2 separate regions of the Mus musculus genome follow, and region 2 is linked to region 1. A link is a contact called in public Hi-C data. All regions are on one chromosome and are shown on one strand. The core of a region is the stretch at or near the end of the contact, and the rest is flanking DNA. Distances in the headings are between cores, read along the strand shown.

The links. A called contact is a pair of places that touch in the nucleus more often than the background predicts.
Region 2: a Hi-C map of the C2C12 cell line shows a contact between it and region 1, with 2.6 times the contacts expected there. The contact joins two enhancer-like sites. A contact is called at or near these places in 2 of 15 datasets of contacts at CTCF or cohesin (both in the NIH/3T3 cell line), 4 of 484 Hi-C or Micro-C datasets (the C2C12 cell line, embryonic fibroblasts, liver and 1 more) and 1 of 115 datasets of contacts at active chromatin or transcription factors (the NIH/3T3 cell line).

The regions. Positions count from the first base shown.
Region 1 is chr2:113,613,419-113,617,714 of GRCm38.p6, reverse strand. All of the region lies in intron 15 of Fmn1 (formin 1), which reads right to left. Among named protein-coding and RNA genes, the nearest start is that of 4930533B01Rik, 93 kb to the left of the region's middle. Within about 2 kb of position 1,779, at least 8 of the 459 cell types and tissues checked have an H3K27ac peak or open chromatin away from gene starts, as enhancers often do. A contact at or near this core is called in the C2C12 cell line, where this site is marked.
Region 2 is chr2:113,805,415-113,809,710 of GRCm38.p6, reverse strand. All of the region lies in intron 2 of Scg5 (secretogranin V), which reads left to right. Among named protein-coding and RNA genes, the nearest start is that of Scg5, 22 kb to the left of the region's middle. Within about 2 kb of position 2,465, at least 22 of the 459 cell types and tissues checked have an H3K27ac peak or open chromatin away from gene starts, as enhancers often do. A contact at or near this core is called in the C2C12 cell line, where this site is marked.

The DNA.
Region 1 (4,296 bases), core at 530-3,029:
ATCAAAATGATCCGGAAAAGTAATTTAAAAATACAAATGGTCAGGTCTCGTGTGTTATCCAGCGCCCTAGATTTCCATTGGTTGTTTCCTCTCTGTGTTCTTGACCAAGGATGGTTGGTGGTCCTACTCTTCTGTGGTCCTCCAAACTTATGTGGACATAACATATCTCTGTCTAACTCCTTCAAACTACTACAAGGTCTTAACCTTTACAGTCCAGAGCAGATCACCTTTATGTTTCCGTCTCATCCTGTCAAAGACTCTAGCAGCATTTCTGCGTTAGACTTTCTCCTCCCTTTTTCATGAGAACCCCCTGAGTTTGGTCCTGTTACGTTCTCCATTTTTTACCTATGGTGAGAAAAGTCACACAGATGATCAGTAGCTGAGGCAGAGTCTGAGCCCAGGGTATCAGCCTCCCTTTGTGCCATCCTGCTCTTACCTCTACAGCCTCCAGGGAAGTTCTGGAAAAACTGGGCCACTAGTGCACATGCCTCAGGGACTCTATCGGCCCCAGGGAAGCATTAGCCAAACCTCCAAGTGTTGTTATGGGGATCCCTTTATTTGAAATAGGAAGCAGAGGGCCTAGTAAGAGGTGAGGTTTCTAAGTGGCATGAAACCATCAAAGCCAGGGTTGCCAGTTACCATGTAGGTCCACTGAGCGTCCCATGAATAATTAAAAGTCAGAGTGACAGCCCACAGGCCCTGTCCACCTAAAACCAAGAAGTCTTAGGGAGAACCCAAGAAGAAAGGCACTGGATAAAACTCCCATTCCCTTTGGTCTGATTAAAAAGTCTGATTTCAAAAGCTCTCTTTCTAATTGCTCATTTGGTTTTCTGACAAGACAGCTTTCACTTGTGCAGTGTGAATCTTCCGTGAGATCCTAGATACACAATTTACTTGGGTGAAAAAATGTTTTGGTATTCACAAACACCCACAAATCTTCTGTTTAGAAAATATCTGGACCTGGTACAAGTTCATGATGCTGTAGCTGGCTTGGCAACTGAGATGGGAGAGTCAGGCTTGGCGGCATGAGCCTAGGCTTACCGGTTCCTGTCTGAGACTTTGGTGGAAGAATGGCTGAACCATCATACCAGTGTAACTTTATGGATACCTCCTTACTCCTTTTTTAATCAGACTTGCCAAGTTAATGATCCTTTCCCAATACCAACTCAGGTTAAAAGCTTGCAGCTCATAGGCCGCTGTCTGGTGTCCCTGCAGCTCATAGGCCGCTGTCTGGTGTCCTTGTGAATTTGTCCCTGTCAAGAGCAGCTGTGGTCTTTCAAAACTTGATTGTTCTAGCTTCTCATTTTACGGAATTTATGTAATTTACATATGATTGTGTAAAGTTCTGCTTGTATACCTTTAAATGAAAAGGGTGAAATGCTATTGCTAAACATAGGTATAGGAGATCAATGGAGAACCGAAAGCCATGGCAGCACAGTGTGGTGACTCGAGGACAGGATGAGGGCATGGATGGAAAAAGCAGTGAGTGCCATAGAAACCCTGAAGTCTAGTACTAGAAATGTATTAGCTTTGACAATTACTCCACAGCGATCCACGGTGCTGAGAGTGGGAAGCTGCATGAGGGCTCTATGAGAATCACCCACTAACACTATGCAATGTTTACATTTTAATCAGTTAACGTTACTCCAAAACCAAAAAAAAAAAAAAAAAAGGCATAAAATAGCAAGATAGATTTTAAAGGTTGAGAGCAATTATAAAGATCTAGAAGGTTTTATGTGGTATCTGTGAGTCATCACCCCACTTTAAAAGCAAAAAGGAAATGATGGAAGATCTGGTATGGGTGTAGCCTGTGTGGGGGACCCTGGAGGGTCACAGTTGATTCACAGTCAAGGAAAGGAAGCCCATTCTAGACTAAACGGTGAGGGGTACAAGTTTCCGTTGCTATGACTACCTGCTTTGGCCATTTTTGTCCCCATGGGCAGGATACTACGCTGGATATGGGTTCTATTTTTAGGCACTATCAAATCAAGAATGCTCGAGGCATGGATTAATTCAAGACAGATTTTTGAGAATCATTTATAAAGGGCACACCTGAGATCTGAGCCTGATAAAAATTTATAATTGGCTTTCATATCCTGTAAGTGTTCAGACTCCTTGGGGTTTTCAGTTATTTCAAGTCACTTAAGTCTAGAAATACACTCAACAACCCACTGAATAAGAGTTTTGTAGCGTACACTAAGACAACACAGCAATAACAATTTAATAGTATCAAAGTTAGACTGTATCTTCAGAATTACTTCTAATGGCACCTGTTTTGCCTTTCCACAGTAACAGCCTCTGTCAGGCGCTGATGGACTCACCATCTCTCTGGTCTGTCAATCTTTGAATAGCTTTGAGGTCTGTTTCTTGAAAGAGTTGAGCCACTAATGCTCGTTGGCATTGCTAGGCATTAAGGAATTAATCTCTCTGGGATTGCCAATTTCTCTCTGGGAGCAAAGTTAACAGTTGTCTTAGTTAGTATTTTATTAGTGTAATAAAATCTATGGTGAAAAGCAGCTCAGAGAGGAAAGGGCTTACGTCATCTTAAACTTCCAGGTAATAGCCAACTACGGAGGGAAGCGAAGGCAGGAACATGGAGGCAGGAACTGAAGCAGAGATCAATGGAGGAACACTACTTACTGGCATGTTCCTCCTGGCTTGCTCAGCCTGCTTTCTTACATAACTCAGGACCACCATCCCAGGAATGGCAGCACCCACACTGAGCTGGGCTCTCCCACCTCAGTCATTAATCTACAAAATGTCCTCAGGCTTGACCATAGGCCAATCAGGTGAGGACATTTTCTCAACTGAGGTTCCCTTTTCCCCAAATCACTCTTGATTGTGTCAAGTTGCCAGAACCAGCAAGTAGCTGAAATTGAACCATTTCTATCATCAGTGATTTGTCTGATTATCCATTTACTCATTGAATACAGAGTGAATAGTGAGCATATGGCCTGTCCTGTTGGGCATAATACAAATAAACTAAAAATGCCATGCTAAATATATACTTACAATAGAGGTGGATGACAGAAGAAGGTAAATTTACAGAAAATAAATAGAAATTAAGAGCAACATCAAAATAGAGAGCTGCAATAGAGATCTTGAATTCCAAGTGACTTCTAGGCCTGGGTAGGCAGAGAAGGCTCGAGTCATGGAGCCTTGCAGCCAAAGGGAATAGGTCCTGCAAAGATCCTGAAGGAGAGACAAGGTTCATCAGGTTGGAACCAAAGGAAGTATGATGTGGCTAAGGGGGAGGGACTAGATGGGATGGGATGGGAGTGGCAGAGGTAGAGGAAGTAAGGGTGGCATCTGGGGTCTATGGCTATGAGTTTAGATCTGATGCTGAGAACAAGTACCCAGGTGCTGGCAATCTGTCTGATGGGTGGTCACTGAGGTCTGGAGTGGGAACAGGGAAATGTGCTAGCAGCATTTCAGCCAACTGAGGGCGTGCTGTGCAAAGATGGAAGCAATAGAGAGAAGCCAAGGCACTCTGAAGGTGAGTGTGAAGAGAGCCCACGGATGGACGGAAGTTCATATGCAAAGGCACGATGGTAGTAGAAGGCCCCATGTATTGTGCTCACACTGTACTGAGGGATTGCCTTCATATGCTTCTGTAAATTCTACAGAACTCATGAGAATGAGTAGTAGTACCTTAATTTTAGTTCTTGGATCCTAGAAGGTGAGGAAACCCAACAATGTGCCAAGAGTTCCACAGTTTGTAAATCAAAGATTTTAACTCAGGACTTCTGACTCAGACTTTTCCAGAAAAGGAGCTCTTATTTTTATGGTTATCAAAGAAAAACAAACAAACAAAGAAACGAACTAAATTCTCTTAACCACGCTGCTTTATAAACACAGAGTGAAACAGTACAAAGTGGGAGGAGGAAGCCAGGACAGCAGAACTCAACCAACTCATGCCTACTACCTGGAGATGGCACAATCATGGCTCCAAAGGAAAACATACACTTCTTCCATTAGTTTAATGGACGAGCCAAGCCTCGGTTCCCGTATCCCTCATCCTCTCTGTATAATTCATCTCTGAAGGCATTCCACTTGGGAGATGTGTGACCTTTATCCACTATGCCACACTTAATCGGATGCTTCGCCTGAAAAGTCACAGTGCCGTGCAGCTTTTCACACCCACAGCCTTTCTGAAACATTTAGGCCAGTTCCTTAAGGCCTGTTTTGTTGAAATCATTTTACAAAAATAAATCATATCAAAGGTTTTTTTTTTTTAAAAATATTTCTAAGACTTTGCTTGCAAGACTAAATATTTTTAACACCATGGCAACATGG
Region 2 (4,296 bases), core at 1,216-3,715, 190 kb before region 1:
GAATCTAGATTTGGCTCACTTGTATTTGAATCTAGAGCAGAATTTGCACCCTCACCACTGTTGATACCTAGGCTGCAGCATTTCCCGTTGACGGTCCACATCCCTAGCCTCTGCCCATTAGAGGGCAGTAGATTTTCCCCAATGGGACAGCTCAAAACATCTTCAGGTGATTTTAAATGTTCCTAGCAGGTTAAGATCTTCTGTTGAAATTTAGTTCTCTGCAATGTATATGTGCGAGTGTATATATATGTGTGTGTATGCACATACATATGATGTGATGTATGTGTACGTATATACATTATGTGTGTGTGTGTGTCTATATATGTATGTACATATATCTCTCCTTCCTTTTCATCTCTTCCTTCTCCTATCTGTCTTTTTCTTACCCTTGCATATTCAAAACAAAATTTGGGAAGTAACTTTAAGGACTCTAATTATGTTTAAACCTTTTTAAATATGAAAGTAATAAAAGCATTGTGAATCATTAGTACAAAATGTTAAAGATTATTTATAGTCTTACCACTTAGAAGGTTCCATGTTTGACATCTATTTAGTTTATGTATTTATCCTGTGTGTGTGCATACTTGTATGTGTGTGTGTGTGTGTGTTTAGGGCCCTTTTACTTTGGTAATTTCCTCTAATGGATAGCCTTGAAAATAACACTTCAAATAAAGGTTTTTACAGTTATCTGTGGGGAGATTGCTGGGGGCTGTACGCACGTGAGTGCAGAGGCCAGAAGACATGGTCATCTTCCTTGCAGTGGTCATCACAGGAGGTTGTGCGCTTCCTGTTGTGGGTGCTGGGAACCAAACTCAGGTCCTCTGTAAGAACAGTAAATGCTCTTGACCACTGAGCCATCTCTCCCACCTTCATAAATAGTGTTTGTCTGTATTTCGTAGGTAATATTCCAGCAAAATATTCTATATCCTAACAAGTTAATGTCATGATTTTTAGTAACTGCATCACATCCTCTTATACAAATATACACAGTGCAAACATCCCCCAAGTGGTGGGCACTTAGAGTTTTTCCAATTTATTATTTTCATAAATATTTCCTTACTGACTATATATGCACATGACCCTTCATGTAGACACCTGATAAATTTCCTAGGGTGTGCATTTCAGGGAAAAGAATAATTTGACCAAACTCTATATATTTTTAGGTTCTATTTCCTCAACTACTGTCAAGTTGCTCTCAACTGTTTAACCAATGGCTGCAGTGTTTCTCTCTTCTTCCATCTCCTCCTTCCCTCTCTCCCTCTACTCTACTCATGGACAGCGTTTCCATTTGTCTTCTATGACAACTGCCCTTTAAAAACTCCTTGAAAGGTAAAACTGGTATCTTAATGTTTTTTCTTTTTTTCTTTTCTTTACTTTTTTTTTTTTCTTTTTTTTTTTTTTTTTTTTTTTTGGTTTTTCGAGACAGGGTTTCTCTGTATAGCCCTGGCTGTCCTGGAACTCACTTTGCAGACCAGGCTGACCTCGAACTCAGAAATTCGCCTGCCTCTGCCTCCCAAGTGCTGGGATTAAAGGCGTGTACCACCAACGCCCGGCACCTTAATGTTTTAATTAGTATTTATTTCGTGATCTACAAACCTGCACATCTTTCCGTCCCTGTGTTTTTCTTATTCTTTGAAGTGTTTGTTAACAAGATGCATTCCTTCTTCACCAGCTGTAATTGCGCCTGACTGACTCTTTCATAGAACCTTGAGTTTTCACAATCAGACTTGCAGCAAAAGTTTTTCTAAGATTTTTAGTACAAGTAGAGAAATATTGGAGTGAAAATTCGGGAGAAGACGGGGAATTAATTGTGTGATGGCCACCAGGCGGCGCCATTGGCTCAGAATAGAATCATTGCTCTGGCGAGTAGGAGGCTATTACTTGACCCAGGGTCCTGAGCTGGGCTAAGTGAAGATCCTTGAGAGCTCTTTCCTGCATAGAACACCACTGGTCGGGTTTGTAGTTAACCTGACAGTGACCATGAGTGGGCCCGATGCGTTTGTATGTGGTCAGGGCCATTCCTGTTTTTGCTTAAAATATGTGACAGCTGTGCTTTACACAGTTGCCTAATAAACTGTACAGTTTCATGGTTTTCTGTGTATTCGTGTCACAGCAATCCATTTTAGAATATTTTTTATCATCTCAGAAAGGAACTTTATCTCTTTTTTCATCCCTGCCATCTCTCCCACCTCCTCTCCCCTTTCCCAGTACTGGAAGAGCACTGACTAATCTCAATTCTACCCCTGGGCCTACTTTCACAGTGACTTTACATACCTGGAACCTCCAGTAGGTGTTCTTTGTGATGTGGATTTGGTTGCTTTAGGCTGACAGTGCTGCCCCATCTGGCTTCCTGGCAGGAGACAGGGGCACTTTCAGGTCTGCTTGAAACAGTGACCTTTTAATATGATGGTTCTTCACTGTTTAGCCGGGAATGCTAGGATGGAAGATTTCTGGGCCCCAGGCCTCCCAGCAGCTTGGGTTTGGTGCCCTGGGTATCTACAACTGGTGACGCTTGTTTATTAGTAACTCTGACCCCCTGACAACCGAGCTGGCAGCAGTGGGGGGCTCAATCTGGAGGGGGGAAAAAGCCAGGTTTTAAATGGAGGCATCAGAGAAAGAAAGCCTTTCCCTGTGAGCCGCGGTGCCAACTCCAGCTTCAGCCCCTGTCCCTGAGCAGGCCGAGACGCTGCTTACTATCAAGCGCTCCTCCTTGACTTAGCCTGACAACAGGACATATCTGAAGGCCATCAAAACTAATGACATCAGCCTGACTTACTGCTCGGCTGGCAAGGATCTCAGCCCAGCGTAGCAGGAAGAGTGCTCAGTCTGATGCCTGAGGCTCACCAGAAAATTCCACTGGCTGGTGCCCGAGGCTGTTCTGAGACTCCAGTGAGAAGTGCCACAATAAAGCAAACCGATGCATGCGACAGAATCAAGGGTCAGAGTGGGACGTCTGGGAACTTCCTATCCACCCACCACGCGCGTTTCATAGAAAATTGAGTCTGAAGAGCTGACATTCTTTGCTGAAGGAGGGCCTATGACAGCTGTTGATGGAAGGTCAACTGTGGATCTGGGAGGCACGGCTCTCTGCTTCCTCTTTTCTTCCTTTGCCCACCCTTTTCCCACTCCCTTCCTTGGGATCAAAAGAATCAGATCCAATCACTCTAACTTTTCAGAATTGAGTTCTCATTTCTCCATGGCTACAGACCTAGTGGATCTGTAAATATTTGTGCTGAATGGGTCTGAGTTGAAATAATGGCATCTGAAGAAATCATCGATGACTGTAGGAACATCAGAGAGCAGCGTCAAGTTCCTCGGGGCCTGAGTCTTGTGCAACTTGGAAACCCGTGTTAAGAAAAGCAATACAAACTCATATTTCAAAAGGGCTGGAACAGATGGCTCAGTGGTTAAGAACACTGACTGCTATTCCAGAGGACCAAGGTTGGATTCTGAGCACCCACATGACACCTTACAACTCTCTCTAATTACAGATCCAGGGAACCCAGTGCCCTTTTCTGAACTCCACAGGCATCAGACAGACGCATGATGTATAGACTGCATGAAGTCAAAACACCCATGCACATGCAATTGGAAAATAATGGTAATGGCTGCAAGGCCTTTGAAATAGCCACACTCATTGTGCATGCAATGAGGGACTGCATTCAACTTCCCTGTCAGACTACTGCTAGGACTTTGTAGACTGGAATAGACCTGTTTGTAGAAACGACAGCTGGTATACTGGGAAGTATTTCATAACCCTCTTCTCTCATGGAATAAAGACAGCCCTAGAAATAGACGGGTACTGAACACGTGTTCCATGTGAGGAATACCAAAGAGAGCAATGAGGTCTGGAAAGGGCTGCCTCACTCAGGATGTGTGGTACTGAAGCCCAGGTAGAGGGTGAGGCCAGCTTCCTTCCCAGCTACCCACGTCTCAGTTTGTTCTCGGAGAATCTTTCACAGTTATTCTTCTTCTGAGTGCTTTGTCCAAAGGGGAGATCAGCATGGATAAAGCCATTTAGCATTGAGGGGTGAGAACAGGCTCAAGATTTACACAAATTTTTGAAGTTCTGTGTCACGGGTGGAGTCCCTTAAGTCCACATCACTGTCCTGAAGTGAACAGAAGGAAGATGTATGACCAGGGTGGCCTTTCCTCAAAGTGTGCCTGATGTCCCTGAAATAATAGGACAAATGCACACCCAGTAATCTGTCCCAACATCATTCTAGAAAACAACACGTTCACCCATTCTGTTAAGTGGTGACCTCAGCATTAGACTTTCTTCCTTTGTTTCTACCC